Regions from separate parts of the Sus scrofa genome. Here all the other regions are linked to region 3. Evidence: chromatin contacts called from public Hi-C and HiChIP or PLAC-seq data. All regions are on one chromosome and are shown on one strand. Each heading gives the region's core, a stretch centred on a gene start, on an enhancer-like site or on the middle of the called end of the contact. The rest is flanking DNA. Distances are from core to core; before and after follow the strand shown.

What was found. A called contact is a pair of places that touch in the nucleus more often than the background predicts. HiChIP or PLAC-seq counts read pairs in DNA pulled down with a chosen protein or histone mark.
Region 1: a contact with region 3 is called in a Hi-C map of embryonic fibroblasts, with 1.5 times the contacts expected there. The contact joins the promoter of TFDP2 here to the promoter of RNF7 in region 3. A contact is called at or near these places in 1 of 5 promoter capture datasets (fetal liver), 1 of 47 Hi-C or Micro-C datasets (embryonic fibroblasts) and 1 of 2 datasets of contacts at active chromatin or transcription factors (alveolar macrophages).
Region 2: an H3K27ac HiChIP or PLAC-seq map of alveolar macrophages shows a contact between it and region 3. The contact joins the promoter of GK5 here to the promoter of RNF7 in region 3. A contact is called at or near these places in 1 of 47 Hi-C or Micro-C datasets (alveolar macrophages) and 1 of 2 datasets of contacts at active chromatin or transcription factors (alveolar macrophages).

Annotation. Positions count from the first base shown.
Region 1 is chr13:82,936,411-82,939,110 of Sscrofa11.1, forward strand. It overlaps TFDP2 (transcription factor Dp-2), which reads right to left and starts at 1,271. Exons shown (of 11, transcript XM_021069559.1): 1 at 1,204-1,271.
Region 2 is chr13:83,034,141-83,036,840 of Sscrofa11.1, forward strand. GK5 (putative glycerol kinase 5) reads right to left here and starts at 1,449. Exons shown (of 16, transcript XM_003483257.4): 1 at 1,147-1,449. The coding sequence starts at 1,308.
Region 3 is chr13:82,547,101-82,549,800 of Sscrofa11.1, forward strand. RNF7 (ring finger protein 7) reads left to right here and starts at 1,375. Exons shown (of 3, transcript NM_001245011.1): 1 at 1,375-1,694. The coding sequence starts at 1,520. It overlaps LOC102160777 (a long non-coding RNA gene), which reads right to left and starts at 1,340. Exons shown (of 3, transcript XR_001300354.2): 1 at 1,141-1,340.

The sequences.
Region 1 (2,700 bases), core at 21-2,520, 390 kb after region 3:
AGTCTGAATCCTCAGAGATAGAATGAGGAAGAGAAAAGCATTCAAAGTATTCAAAGGCTCAAAAGGAGCTTCAGCAGTGAATACAGAAAGGGATGATGAGCCTGTTAACTGTTTCAGCAGAAAAAAGAGAAACATCAATAGAGGGACCTTTTACAAACCACCATTCACGGTGGTCAATTAAAGGCCTAACTCATTCAGGGCAGAGCACTTAATAGGAGATGAGCTTTGTTCCAAAGGGTTCCACCTATTAGTCCATTTACTCCCGGCAACAACCCGAATAGGTGGATACTCTTTTACAGATGAAGAAAGAGACCACACGCAAGGTAATACCAGCTGGTAGCAGAGGCTGAGAGCTCACCCACTTGGCTGCATAGTCTCTCTACAAGATCCTACAAAAACCTTTATACTTTTCTGGAAGGTGGAGAGGGGAGGAGACCTTGGCTCTCTGGAATTTCTCAAAGGAGCCTGGGCCCCAAAAGTGATCCTCTACTTTAGAGAAAAGTTCCCTTATGGGGGCGATGAGGTTCTTCCAATCGCAAAAGGCTTTGGCACTCTGAAATACACCTGATAGAGAGAGATGGAGGCCTATGGGTCATGAAAGGAGGAAAAGTCGGAAACCTAGACTTAACGCCATCCTTCTCCCCTGAAGATGCCGAGAGAGGAGAAAGCAGCCTTTCCTCTCTTCCACGAGGCGTGACTCAGGCACGGTGGCTCACTCCAATTTGTACGGGGGAGTGGGGTAGTAGGGGAGTCTCGAGTTTCCGACTCTTCCCCAGACCCTTAAGGGTTACTCGGCGAGGCCTGGAAGAACGCGTGGGAATAAACAGATGGGACCCGAGGTTGCAAGGGGGCCGGAGGCTCATGGAGGGAAACCTGCCCGGGAACTCGGCGGGCCGAATCCAGAGGCCCTCGGCACGGAGCCCGCGCCCTCGCCCTGGACCTTACCGCCGCTAGGTTGCAGAGGACAAGGCGGCCACGCAGGGCTCTTCTTCGAGCCTGGGGCGCGTCTTCGGGCGCCGCCGCTCCAGTGGCGCCGGCGCTTGGCGGCGGCCAGGTCCCGGTGGATTTACACTCGGGGCAGGGTGGGCGATCCGCGGCCTGCCCAGTGGAGGCCCTGGAGTTCGAGGCCCCGGGACGCCGACCGCGCGCGCGCGCGACCTCGAGCCTGCCCAAAGAGGAAGGGTCAGGGCGCGCCCCGCTTACCGAGCAGCTCCGGCGGCTGCAGCAGAGAGCGCTGGCGGCTTCGTCCGCCCTTTCCCGGCCCCGCCACTGCCCCGCTTCCCCCGCGCGAGCTTTGGCGGCGGAGCAGCACGGTGAGCGCCGATTGGCCTTCGGCATGAGTGACGTAAGGCGCCTCTCCCCACGCATTGGCCAAGCCGGCGGTGCGTGCAAGGAGTAAACAAACCCCGCCCCCAGGCTTCCCAAAGAGAGGAGGGGGCCGCCAGGTGGGGAAGCGGGGTCTCTTGCACTCTGCACCGGCCTTGGGTAGCTCACTGGAGGTTCCTGGTGGGCCCCCCGCAGCGGTCCCACCACACGGCTCCCCGGCCCCCTCCAGGGCAGGCTACAGGCCTGAGGCCTAAAATATATAGAAACACCCTCCCCTGTCTCCCCTGGCCATGGTGGGAATCTTGACTTTTTCATCCTCCCCCATCCCCTCAGCCTAAAGCAGGAAAACCCTATCTCCCTTAGAAAAGGGGGAACTAGGGCGGTTACATCTCCGTCCCTAGGCATTCGAATGGGTCATCTCCAGGGGAGCAGAGTGAAGGAGAATGGGGACAAGTGATTGAGGCCACGTGTGAGGCCAAGTGTGCAATACCCTGTGAATTGTTCAGACAGTGGGTTAGAGAGCCCCGGGATGTGGGTCCTTCAATCACTGGCATATAAGATCCAAACCAGGCCAGGTCACTAGAAGCTGAAGAGAAAATCACGGCTCCTATCCCCAAATACACTTCCAATATTAATACATTTTATTAATTGTGTGCCTATCTGAAAATCATGTGAGCTTACATTTTAGTGGGGTGGGAAAGACAATATGCAAAAGAGATAAGCAAGATATTAGCTGTTACATGCTGGTACACATGCTGTGGGGAAAACAGTCTAGTAGAGAGGGTGTTTGAAGGATGGCTTGTCTTAAACACAGTACCCAGGGAAGGCAGCAGGAAAGGTGCCATTTAAATAAATACCTAAACGAGGTGGGGGAGGTGAGAAAGTACCTTTGGACCTTTCTCTGGGGTGGAGTGGAGAGATAATTTCTGCATAATTGTACCTAGATAAAGTCAGGCGTTCAAGAATGCCAAAGGCAGTCTCCTTGGACTGATTCTAAAATGCAAAAGCCCCGATGGAGTCATTACCTTGCATTTTTTCAGTAACAAATCAATAGGTTTTGTTTAGTTTCCACAGAAATTTTGTTAAGGTTTCAACTTCAATACTTTTCAGACACTCTAGGCACAAAGGTATGAACATGAGCAAAAGAGACAAAACTTCTTTCCTCAGGGAGCTCAGTCTAGCAGGGGAGATGGATTGTAAATCTCCCCAGCACAAGGTGTAAGCAAGACACAGAGTACAAAGTGTAAGCAGTTGTGGCGGGAGAAACAGAGCAGTGCTTGGGCTCATGGGGGAGGGGTGGTGGTAGATAATCTTAAGGAGCTGGACCCCAAGATCTCTTTATCTGTGAAGACAACTCAGGGCTAAATTTTAGAG
Region 2 (2,700 bases), core at 199-2,698, 490 kb after region 3:
CAACTATGAAACTTTGTTTTCTTCTAACAAATTTCTTCTAACAGAAATTCTGTATCCAAATACTGATTCCAAATACTCCAACTCCTTAAAAAAGCAAAAAACAAACAAACAAACAAACAAAAAAACTCTGCCTAAACACAAAAGTACTTTGTGTCCAGAATTATAAGGGAGACTTGTGAAAAGTATCACCGTGTTCTGATAAAGACTCAAAAAGATAAGGAGCACATAGTTTCTAAGGACAGAGTCTGCCTTTTGTCTCTCCTTTCAGGTGGGGGTAGGGGTGAGTGGGCAGTACTCACCCTTTCCTGCACAGGTGGACGCAGAAAGGACCAGGGAGCTGCTCTAGTCCCAGCTCCCTGTCCCGGTTCTGACACCAGCATGAGGAAGTCCTCAACACGAGCGCTCAAAGAACTGTTTTGACTGGACCTGCTCCTGGGCAACTGCTAAGGCAGAAAACCGCTTCTAAAGGGGGTGGGAAGAAGGGTGGGAATCCAGCAAAAGGGGAGCTCTGTGCTGCTGGGAATGGGTTAGGTAATAGCTCCTGCTCGCCCTAACACTGCTAATATAAAAAGAAGTTGGTATTGGACAGAAGAGTAAATAACTTCCCGTATCCATGGAAATGAGCTGCTCAGCACTTTGGGAAACAGTTAATAATGGCAAATGAAGAACGGACATAAAGTCAAATCCCATCAAGATCTGAAAATTTTAAATGTAAATAAAGACAGTGTTGGAGGTCTACCAAGGAAGTGCAGGAAAAACCAAGCAAATCACAAAGTACCCTCTGGCTAGATATGCGCAGTCCGCCCTACCCTGCCCAGCCCCGGGAGTCACCGCATTCTCACCCAGGTAAGGCCAGAGGGGCGAATCCCCAGGTGAGAGGAAGCTAGTGAGCGGCCCCGGGTGACAAAGCGGGCCCCTAGGGTCCTCAGCCGGGACAGGAAAGGCGCACGGGTTTCAGTCTGACCCAGGAGGGAATGCGGTGACCTGGCCGATCCCGGCGCCCCGATCAAGACCAAGGGCCGGCGGTGCTGCAGGTGGCGGCCTCCAGGCCGGATGAGGCGGTCCCGCCCTCTCTGCGCCCACGATCGGATCCCGGGCGTCTTGCGCGACGCTGACCCGCAGCCCCGACGCCCGCTCCCCAGTCACCTTCTGCGCGCTGGAACCGCAGATCCGCGCCGCGCGGTCATAGACGTGGCAGCGAATCACCGAGCTGCCCACGTCCAGCCCCAGTACGAAGCCTGCGCGCCGCCCGTCCGGCGCGCTCTGCTCCTGGCGTTCCTGCTCTGCAACGGTGGACAGCTCGGACATCCCGACCCGAACGCCTCTCTACCGCAGCCGCCAGCCGAGCAGGCTAGTTCCAAACACTCGCACCGCAGGAGCGGAGCGCGCCCAACCGGGCCACCGCCCCCGGCCCGCCCCGCCCCCTCCGCGAGCTCCGGGAGCGGCCCCGCCCCTGCCGAGGGCCCCGCCCCGACGCCGTGACGTCACGGCTGCGCAGGGCCCCTTCGCTGGAGCGCGCGCGGGCCGAGTGGCCGCCTGGGGGCGTAGAGGCGAGTGTGTTTTCGGTGGGACTTTGGAGCCCCAGCTCACGCACGTGGCCCAGTTCTCCAAACACCCGCCGCTCTCGGCGTTTCCCGGCCGGTAATTTTCATGATTTCCCTCCTCATGCCGAGCATCATGCAGGAAGTGCCTGCGTTTCTTTTGTTTGTTTTTGCTTTTTATGGCCACTACTGCGGGCATATGGAGGTTCCCAGGCTGTAGGTCAAATGGTAGCTGTAGCTGCCCGCCCAGGCCACAGCAACGCAGGCTCCGGCAGGATCGGAGCCGCGCCTGCGACCTACATCACAGCTCACCGCAAGTCCGGATCCTTAACCCACTGAGTCAGGCCAGGGATTGAACCTCTGTCCTCATGGATGCTAGTCAGATTGGTTAACCACTGAGCCGCTAGGGGAACTTCGCCTGCTATTCTTTTAACTCTTAAAAGGAAATACAAAATTGGGCCAAAGGTATTTATTAATAAACTGTGAGTTTCCCAAGACTTCTCCCCAGAAAACCTGGTCAGATACACACAATACTTCTCAATAAATACTTGCTAAATGAAATAACACTCAACCAGTGAGACCTTTCGCAGCCCTCTGGTCGGAGGAAGGAGCACAGCGCAAGGCATCTGTTTTTACCGTCAAACTCCACCCCAACGATTGCTTTTTCAAGAATCTGAAAGCCCCTTTACCTTTCCTGCCTCAAAAGCATGAGATCTTCCCCTCAGAGGGCAGGAAGGACGCATGTGGTAATTTTGAGTTTCCTTCCGTTTTGATCACCAGCTTTGAATCCAAGGGGATTTTTGAGGGGTGGTCCAGCTCCAAGTCCTTATCTGTGGGGAGTGGGGAGGTGTCAAGACCTGTTCCAGCCACCACTCCACCTCCAGCCCCCCAAAAACCCAGTACCTGAAAATATTCATTACCTTTTTGTAAAATTATGAAAGTAATATGGATATGCGTTTTTTGTGAAAAAGTTCAACAGTGAAGAGTGGTATACTGGAGTTCCTGTTGTAGCGTAGGCGAAATGAATCCGACTAGTAACCATGAGGTTTGGGGTTGGATCCCTGCCTTGGCTCAGTGGGTTAAGGATCCAGCATTTGCCGTGAGCTGTGGTATAGGCCACAGTCACGGCTAGGATCCTGACTTGCTGTGGCTGTGGTGA
Region 3 (2,700 bases), core at 125-2,624:
GCAGAGGTTTGCTTTCTCCACCCACTTCCGGGCCTCCGATGCCTCCCATCTTCCCCCAGTTCAAACGTCACCTCTTCCATCAGCATCTAGCCAAATGTGACCCAAATGTATCCACATTTATATTTTCACACATATATGCTTCCTTGCCTCCTCCGCCAGATTTCTGGAGCTTCTAGCCCCCATCCAGACATCAGGAGAGGAGGGGATGAGGCCCAGTAGGAAAAGGTGGGAGGCTCTGAATTCCAAACCCGACACAGCAGGTGTCCACCACTAGGTGGTAGTGGTGATCAGGCATCTTCGTGGGCTCTCCATACCACAGCTTTCTTATTTAAATAGAGATGTTATCTGCTTTGCTTGGGAAAACATAATAATATGACCCCGGGCTAGATGCAGAAGAACCCTGGATTCAAAACAGTTACCTTTAGGGAATAATGGTGTGTCTTTATCTTATTTTTCTGGACCTCAACATTCCTATCAATAAAAGGAGGATGTTGGACTAGATAGAGGTTCTCAGAGTGTGGTCCCCGGGGGTTCCTGGGATCCTTTCAGGGGAAACAAGGTCAAAAGTATTTGCATAACAATATTCACCGCTATTTCTCTTCACTTTCTCCTGTGAGTATACAGTGGAGTTTTATAAAAGCTACAAGATATGTGATATCCTTGTTCTAATGATTACTTGTAATGGGTTTATTGCTTTTCCTTGCGGGGGCGGGGGGTGGGGGCACACCTGTGGCATATGGAAGTTCCCAGGCTAGGGGCTGAATCGGATACAGCTACCAGCCTACACCACAGCTCACAACAACACCGATCCACTGAGCAAGGCCAGGGATTGAACCTGCATTCTCATGTATACTAGATACTAGTCGGGTTCCTCATCGCTTAACCACAACAGGAACTCCTATGGTTATTTTTTAAGTGAATACATTAAAATTTTTTTCGTATTTCTTAAAAAAAAAGTGTGTGTTTGTGTGTACACATATTTTACAAACCGAAAGTTCTTTAATGTTCCAGTGATTCTTAAGTGTAAAGGGGTGCCAAGACCAAAAAGTTTGAGAACGGCTGAACCAGATTTCTAAAAGATAGTCATTCATTCACTCAACAAATAACTACCCCTCCTGAGGCCAGGCATTTTTCACATACCCAGGAGAAGGTGGTGATCAAGTCACGTCCTCGCTCCGATGGCGTTTTCATTTAGGAAGGGAGTACATCAATATGACAACTTGTGAGAGCCAGAAGGGTCACGAAGGCATAAAGCAGAACACCTGCTTCCTGCACCGGCAACCCTCCTGAGCGCGGCGCCCATTCTTGGCCAAAGAGTCGGAGCGGGCCGGGCCCAGGGCGCGGGGGCGGTGACGTCACTGGGACGCGCCAGCCAGTCTCGGGCGGCCTCCGTCGTAGGCCCCACGGTGGCCCGCAGCCTGCGGGCGGCGCTGTGGCCCGGCGAGGGGCCCCAGGGAGCCGCCATAGTCGCCCGCCTTCCGCAACCTAACGTCTCCGCCGCCGGCTTCGCGCCGCCGCCATGGCAGACGTGGAAGACGGCGAGGAGCCCTGCGCCCTGTCCTCTCACTCCGGTAGCTCAGGAACCAAGTCGGGAGGCGACAAGATGTTCTCTCTGAAGAAGTGGAACGCGGTGGCCATGTGGAGCTGGGACGTGGAGTGCGATACGTGCGCCATCTGCAGGGTCCAGGTGATGGGTAAGCGCTGCACTCGAGACCCTGGCTGTGCTGCGGCCTCCGCGGGCCCAGCTCCGGCCCGTGGGACACACCGAGCCTCGGAGAGACTGTTCCTGGAGGTATAGGGGCGGGGTCGCCCTGCCTGGGAGCGAAAGACTGGGGCCACGCCCGTGCTGCTGCTAGTCGGAGGGCTGCGGCCGGCGACGGGGACTGGTAGTCTGGGGAACGAAACAGGTGGAAAGCAGGGCAGTTAAAAAGGTAATTTCAGGTAGTGATGGGTGTGGTCAAGACAATAAAAGTAGGTGAGTTGATGGGAGCTGCGAGGCACCACTTTGGTTTGTGGGCCCAACCTCGCCACCCTTTTCTAAAAGCAAACTGTAGAGGTCACGGTCAAGGCCCTGAGTCAGCGGGTCGTTTTAATGCTTCTTTTCACACACCAGAGTGATGCTCTGGAGTCATCTTCCACAGTAATGACTCTTAGTCTTGTTCCGGAGAGGCGCAGGAAAGAAGTGTCCCTAGCTGTTGCCTTTCGGGATTAGCTACTGTTCTGCTGGCTTTAAAACTTGGATGATTCAAGACTGGTCAGATGGCAGTAGCTTGTCTTGAAGAAGAATGTTAAGCCCTTTATTCAGAAACATAAATTTTAATCTCATTCCTGGCCCTACGCTATCAAAGGATGCCATTTCCTGGAGAAGACAGTGTCCTGATAGGCCTTTGTGGAGAATTTTCTTTTACAAATAAGTCACTTCTTTCTATAAATTTTTTTAAAAATATTGGACCAAGTGAAACCTTTCGGGACAGCTTCATCCTGTTATATTTTATATGGTTTCTGTTCTAAGATCTCAGAACACCTTGAAAAAGAGATGCTGTTTAAATGCATCCTTATTTTTTTTAATAGGGCATTTAAAATCACTGTGAGAGCATCTTAAATGAAACCGAGGTTTCTATAGTTTGAAAGCTTTTACATCTTAAACCGAAAAATCAGAGTTTTGGAGAAAATAACTCAAAAATTGCTCTCAAATCAACT